2 separate regions of the Mus musculus genome follow, and region 1 is linked to region 2. A link is a contact called in public promoter capture Hi-C data. All regions are on one chromosome and are shown on one strand. Each heading gives the region's core, a stretch centred on a gene start, on an enhancer-like site or on the middle of the called end of the contact. The rest is flanking DNA. Distances are from core to core; before and after follow the strand shown. Region 1 holds the start of Pnpla8 (patatin-like phospholipase domain containing 8). Region 2 holds the start of Tspan13 (tetraspanin 13).

The links. Promoter capture Hi-C pulls out the DNA fragments that hold promoters and counts their contacts.
Region 1: a contact with region 2 is called in a promoter capture Hi-C map of pre-B cells, with 4 times the contacts expected there. The contact joins the promoter of Pnpla8 here to the promoter of Tspan13 in region 2. A contact is called at or near these places in 2 of 39 promoter capture datasets (cranial neural crest and pre-B cells).

What each region holds. Positions count from the first base shown.
Region 1 is chr12:44,267,894-44,271,783 of GRCm38.p6, reverse strand. It overlaps Pnpla8 (patatin-like phospholipase domain containing 8), which reads right to left and starts at 2,630. Exons shown (of 10, transcript NM_026164.2): 1 at 2,483-2,630.
Region 2 is chr12:36,040,683-36,044,269 of GRCm38.p6, reverse strand. It overlaps Tspan13 (tetraspanin 13), which reads left to right and starts at 1,792. Exons shown (of 6, transcript NM_025359.3): 1 at 1,792-2,019. The coding sequence starts at 1,957.

The DNA of each region.
Region 1 (3,890 bases), core at 1,381-3,880, 8.2 Mb before region 2:
GTAGGAAAAAGGCCGGGCGTGGTGGCGCACGCCTTTAATCCCAGCACTCGGGAGGCAGAGGCAGGCGGATTTCTGAGTTCGAGGCCAGCCTGGTCTACAAAGTGAGTTCCAGGACAGCCAGGGCTATACAGAGAAACCCTGTCTCGAAAAACCAAAAAAAAAAAAAAAAAAAAAAAAAAAAAAAAAAAAAAAAAAAAAAAAAGTAGGAAAAAGAATGAAAAGGTGAAGAGTGCTGTGACCTGGGGACAGAGCTAGAAGGAGGAGGGCTATGTATCAGCACAGTGCAGGTGTTAAGCAGAAAGGGAGACTTAGTTCTACTCTAGGGCAAGGAATGGAATTTTATCTAACAGACATTGTGAGATGAAGGGAAATGCTAGGTGTAGAATGAATATACAGAGTATGTCATTTGACAACTGCAATAATGCAGCCAAACAGGCAACAAGGGTCTGAATACAGTAACAGTGTAAGAACGTAGAAGTGAGCTCTACTGTGAACCACATTTTGAAGAGACAAAAAAAGTTACAAAAGAAAGTGATAGTTCAGTGGTTAAGAGTGTGTACTCTTCTTCCAGAAGCCTGGAGCTTGGATCCCAGAACCCAGATTAGGCTCCTTTCAGCTGCCAGCTCACAACTGTCTGCACTTCCCAGGAGATCTGACATCTTCTTTCTGTTTCTGCAGGCACTTGCACTCATGACTTCATTAACTATAAACACACACATACATCTACACATATTAAAGACAAAAATAATTAAAAAAAAAAAACAGGACTTGTTAAGGAGAAGTTGTCAAGAAAACTCTTAAGTTTTCAAATCAGACATGGAGTGAAAATGCCACTTGTGAATATGAAAGACCTGGAAAGGGGTCAGCTTAACATAGAAGAAACTATATTTTCTTCCATATTTACAGAATGCAGTAATGACAGGGCACTGAAATAGAAATAGAGAGACTACATTTATGTATGACAAAATGCAACACAATAACAACTGGACCCTCAAGGCCAAATGAGATGGCCTGCAGTATTTGGATACCCAGGACTTAACAAAAATAAGCTTCTTTCTTTTTTAAAATGCTCAGCTACAAATAAATGCACCCTATAATTTCCTTGACATTTCAGGATATTTATGTATGACTTTGGTTTCAAAAAGTTAAATTTGTTTTGAGGAGAACAATGTGGATAGAACTTTGAGTGGTACCCAAAGTTAGGAACAGGAAGAAAAGCACTCAAGCAAACCAGGAAGCACTGAAGGAAAGGATCCTCTTAAAAGCAAAGGATAGTAAACCGAATAAAATACAAGCGATTGGGAGTGAGTTGGAACTGGAGGTGAAACAAGAGTCTAGCTCTGACCTTTGCACAAACGTTATGTGCCCCAAATAAAGTAACAAATCCCATCTTTACTGGCTGAAAAAAACAACTTCAAGTACAGACTGTTCTTGTATCAATTCTGCATGGGAAAGTATGGATGTATTAATATAGACTAGTGCAGCTGACCTTTTCACTAATCTGACATCATTATGAAGAGGGCCACTGTTACCAAGATTTTAAAATTAGATGGAGAAATACAAAACAAGATAGAGAATAGAACAATTAGCAAAAACTATGAAGCGAGGTCTTTATATTGGAGATTCATCTAATATGCATACCGAATTTCACAAAATAGCTATATGGAATTTGGTACAACTGACTGCTTCACTAAAACATAAGCTTTTCAATTCACTCTTATGTACTTTTATAATAATCCTCACTTTTTAAAAACATTCTTCCCATTTCCTTGTGGTAATGAACCGCCTTGAGAACCTGAAATATATTTTTGACAATCAGGAATTCGGTCCATAATACAACTTGGAAATGAAAATGGTAATTTTAAATGCATTCTAGGATAGCCGCTTATGTCACATCTATCTCCTAAGATATTCCTTGAAGGTCACTTTTCTTTAAAGTTATTGCTGTAATGGGCGTGAAAACTGGTCGTACCACCCCCCGCCCCGCCCCCAGCATCATGACAGAAATGACAGTGACAAGAGGCTCTGCAACCTGCTGACTCATACAGTTTTTTTCATCTTTTAAAAGGGACGCGCATCTGGTTCTGCTTAAGCAACAGCGCACTGGGATAGGACGGGAAGAAAAAGCAAATCGCTGAGAAGTAAAAATATCCAGCCACCAAAACACAAAGCACACGCTGCCCAGTCAAGGTCGAGGTAGATCAGAGAAAACGTCGCGTCTCCAGTGATCTGCCAGAGAACAGCCCATTCAGGACCCGGCGTGCCACTGCAGAGAGGGGCTGGGCGGGACCACCGGCGGGGGCGGGGCGCAACCAACCAAAACACCCGGCGGCCACGCCCGCGGCATCGGGGCGTCGGGGCCAAGCGCCCGCCAGGACCCCGAGGCCTGCGTATCGGGCCTCCGAAACGCCCGCGGGAGAGCCCGGCGAAGCGCCCACGCCACGGAGGCCACCTGCCACCCCGCCGCCTTCCGGCCACTCACCGGGACGCAGGCAGTAGTCACGGGCGCCGCGGCCGCCACTCGCCTCCCGCCAGCTCTGAGGTCCGCATCGGCCCGCCCGGCCTGCTCGCAGCTGCGGCGCCCGGACCCCAAACACTGGCGTGACCAGCACCACCCACCGCTACGCCCCGCCCCCAGCGGAAGTGACGCAAGCTCTAGGGCCTGTTTTTCTGCCTTCTGCCCTCCTAAGCCTACGTAATAGGGCGTGGCTGTGGAGAGAGGGAGGGGCGGGGAGTTTGTTGGAGCTGAGTGCTTGGGAGAGGCACCGCTTCGGAAGGGGCAAGTGCTACTTTTATGATCTGTTGTGACGGTTAGGCGGAGATCAATGGCTTTTAATCTCAGCGCTGTCTCAGAGTAGAGTGCCTGGTTGCTTGCTTGCGGGTTACCAATAGTTCAGAAATAAGTTCAGCTGGGCTGAGCGTGCCAGAAGACTCTGCGCGCGCTGTGTTGCCTAGGTTCCAGGGAACCGCTTTAACCGCAGCCTGGATGTGAGCAGCCTGGCTGGACCCTGTGATCCTGCTGTGGTGATACCTCCTCTTTGTTTCTAGAACAGCTACGGGGTCTGTCAACTTAAAAGCTCTTTGTCATATACCATCTTGTGGGAGTTAGCGTGTACTACCCCTTTGATGGTCTTGTAATCAACACGTTGAAATTTTTGTATACCAGGGAGGCAAACTACAACCCGCCACAGGTCTAGTGCTATCTAGTTAACTAGACCATCAGATTAGGACCTCAGTGTTCACCTTCAAGAGTAGCAGAGGGCCAGCCCTTAAAATGAAAATGATTGTAAAGCCCTTTAGGAAGGGCATTACATGTGCTGCCAGATTCACTGACAGTTTTTAATTAAGGGGCTTTGGATTACAGAGGTTAAACATTACAAAGGTAAAAAATGTAGTAGGCCTATAAACTCGAGGCGAGAGCAGGCTACATGAGGAGACCTTGACGTTTCTTTCCCCTAAAAATTAAAGAAAAAAAAGAAAAAAGAGTAAATGAGCATACTAGGCATTTGGTTAACACATGATATTGGGTTGTGTCTACCATACTGTCTGGTAAACCCTAGCAGTGTATTAGCTGTTAAATAGCCTCACAACAGCTCAAATATGTACTCCAAAAATTAAGAAAGGCTTGGAAATAACTTTAGCTCTTGATTTTTTTATTATTAATTTACTAATATTAAAATACCCTGACACTATTGAAATGGTAGAAGGTCAGAACTATTACCATAGTGAGCTGTCAGCTCCAGGTTCTGACACAACAAAGAGTAGAGTTTAGAACAGTAGGCAAAGGGGGTGGTCATTGGATGGAAGATTACTAAGAAATGACATCACGTCAAAGGTAACAGACATTCTTGCTGAAAAGAAGCAGATTCTTGGTGAGAGAAGATGAGAAT
Region 2 (3,587 bases), core at 543-3,042:
AGTATGTAGAAAAGAAAAGCTTGAGACTGAAGTAGTTACTTCCACCCTGAAAACTGCTTACGCTTTATTTGGATAGGATATTGGTGTTGGAGTCTCAGATTTTCTTGTTGACACTTCTTTGTAAACTGCTTAGTTTAGTTTTATTTATATAGTTTAAAACAGAGTCTCCCTATGCAGTGTTGACTGACCTGAAACTCACAGAGATCTGCTTGCCTCTGCCTCCAGAGTACTGAAATTTAAGACGTGCACCACCATGTAAGTATTAAAATTCTGGATTTTAAAAAGAAAAGTAGAGCAGTATAGTTTGGAGTGCAGAGTTATTTCCCATACTAATTTTTAAAAATGTTTCTGGGAATACATACAAGATTGATAAGGATTGCAAGAGACGTAAAATCCATGAGTGTTTATTTGCATGGTGAGTTCTAAAGGAAGTACAAATAGGCTGGAGTATTTGAAGAGAAGGTATTTAATTAACTTGTTTAAGTCAATGATTTTTATGTTTGTTTTTTTTGGGTTTTTTTTTTGTTTTGTTTTGTTTTTGTTTTTTGACATACATTCACCTAACCGTGAGAAGTTTTAGGCTCAAAATGTACAGTAAATTTGAAAATCGCTTTTTAAAAGATCTATTTTACTATTTTACGAGTGTTTTGCCTGCATGTGTGTACCATGTGCATGCTTGATGCCCACTAAGGTCAGAGGAGGGCACTGGATCCCCAGGACTGGAGAGACAGGTGTTGTGAGTGCCATTTGGGTGTTGGGGTCCTCTGTAAAAGCAATAAGTGCCATAACAGCTGAGCCAACTCTTAAGGCCCTTAAAAATCTCTTTATAAAACCTATTGGTAGAATTTCTTTTGATAGAAAATACCAAATAGAAAATACCAAGCCTTTACTGCCGCTTAACAGTTGGAACCCAGTAGTGAGTGCCTTAAAACCATCAGGCGCACTGGTGCATCTGATAGGACACTTTATTCTATGCAAGGGGGTCTGTCAAATAGTGCATGATATACTTCTAATAATCTAGTTAGAGGTTAGGAATCAGGATGAAGATGCAGCAAACAAAAGTGATGATAAATTAATTGAATCTGTTATCGAAAGGCTTCCTAGCTTGTATTTATGCAAAAATAGGCCCCTAAAACCCAGGATCCCACTACAAGAATAAAGACTCCTGATTTATTTTGCACATATGTATTCATAAGGTTTATTAGTATTTCAAAAATCCCTGTAGATTAAGTCCTCTTGATCTGAAATCTGTCACAATTACAGGTTACCTTTCTTACCTATGTCGAGAGAAATTAGTTTTTATTTGCTCTTTTTAGTCTTTCACTGATGTTTTTCCTTTCATTGCCCCCTTCCCTGTTCTCTGTAAATCTTTCATTCTTGTCGTCTTTCTTTCATTCAAACGAGGCCAGGTGCTTCGATTTGTTTTATCATCTCATTCAAAATGGTGCCACGTCACCCACAGGGCAAGAATGGAGAGAGGTGCTGTCATTTCTCCTGCCAGCGTGGAGCCCCGCCCTCTGCTGTTCACCTGGGAGGGGGGAAATTATACAGAGGCCACAGTCTCGTGAGCCAGAGGCCGGCTCCCTCCAGACAGTCTCGGGGCCCCCTCCTCCTCCTCCTCCTTCTCCTCCGCTGAGCTGCCCCGCCTCTCCCGGACCCCAGAGCGCATTGATTTGCATATCTCTACCTTTGTTCCCTAGCAGTGGCCAATCAGAGTGCAGGGCGAGACGAGGCGGCGGGGCGGGGCGCGCGATCGGCGGATCCGCTGCGGCCGCAGGTTGCAGAGCGGGTGGGAGCCGCTGCGGGCGCGGCACTGCAGCCCTGATCCTGAACCCCGAACCCGAGCCCCGAGCCTAGCCCGGGCCACAGGCTCAGGAGGCCAGGATCCAGAAGCTACTCGCCCAGCCCGGCGGAAGACGCCTCGACCCGCAGGCACCCGCTAGCCCACGCGCCACGATGGTGTGCGGGGGCTTCTCGTGCTCCAAGAACTGCCTGTGCGCGCTCAACCTGCTGTATACCGTGAGTAGCCCGCGCCCGGTGGCACCTGCGGGGGCCGTCGGCCTCCTCCCCGCCTGAGTATTCGCCTGCGCCCCATCCCGCGCCCCTTGCGGGCTTCCCACGCCCCAGTTTCGCCTGCAGCCCCCGCCCGGGACCCCGAGCCTGCTTGTCGCAGTCTCCGCCCGTCCTTCATTGTGGCGCTCGCCCCTCGCCCTGCTCTCTGCAGCCCTTCACTTTCGCGTTCCTTCCCACTCTCCCCATTCTTTCATCCATCCCCAGGTTTCCATCTCAATCCCTCTAGCCGCACGCTTTCGGCTGGCCATCCCATCTGGAGGTTCGGAGGCTGGAGAGCAGCCCGGGCTTAGGGGACAGGTTTGCGGGATAGTGGGGCCTGGGATGGACCAGGCGGCCTGTGGATGGCGCGCTTCTGGCACAGCTCTAAAAGCTGCCTTTTGAATGGAGGCCATAGAGCAGGTTCACAGGATATCCGTGGCTTCCGAAGTTTGTTTCGTGCTTACATAAAGTCTCTTTGTTGATGTTTCTGCCCGTGAGGTATTCGCCTGATGCTTTTCCCATGCCATCTTCCTTCCCCTTTATCAATATTCTAGCTCCATTTTTGGCGAAGTCCTTCAGTATATAGTCCTCCACCCAAGTCGTTTTTATTTTTTTATTTATTTTTTCCTCCCTACGTATCAGCATATGCCTTCCAGCTTTAACATGGAAAACTCAGTTTGATTTTTTTTTTTTTTGAGGCATAATTGTGGCTGGACAGCAGGAAGTTGAGGTGATGTTTATTGAAAACCTTCACCACCCCAGCCTTTTCATTTGTCAATTTGTTATCTATCTGTGGCAAGCGCAGTTGTCTAAATTTTATAACGGTAAAGACCAAAAAAGGCTTTACTAAGTTTTCATAACTGGTAGTTGGAGAGTCTGGACTGGAACCAAGCTGTGGAATCTAGACCTTTCCACAAGCTGCCTCTCCTGCGTGGAAGAAACTTCCTTTCGGTCATCTCATTCCATCGGAGACTTGTTCTCTTCTATAAATACATCTGGTGCTTGCAGCACCCACCCTGAAAACAAACCCAGTTTCCCTGCATTAGCAGAGCCAGGCCATCTGGGCCAGCTTAGGTTACATCTATGGACAAGAGAGGCCGCTTGTGGTTGACAAGCAGAGACACCAGGTCACGGGTCATTTTACCTTTTTTTTTTTTTTCTGGTGTGTGTCTGAAAATGATGGCAAAGCTTTGACATAGGCACCGATGGTGTATATATTTTTCTGGCTAGTTCCTGGGAATCCAGTCAACATGCTCACAAATGGTACACTTGGCAGAAAAATTCTAGAATACATGGTGGCGAAACAGCTCCTGTCACTGGAAATCCATGTCAAGTTTCATATTAAGTTCACCTGTGCGGTGTGAGGCATGCTTACCACATTGCTATATTGTAAATTCCTATCCGTTCTTGAACAATTTCTCTTATTAACATGAATGGTCTGCTTAGAACGTCACATTCTATTTTGTGCCTGAGTCCCCCTCCCCCCCTCAGTGATTCAGTCATCTGTTTACCTGATTCTCCATCTTACAGTGTCT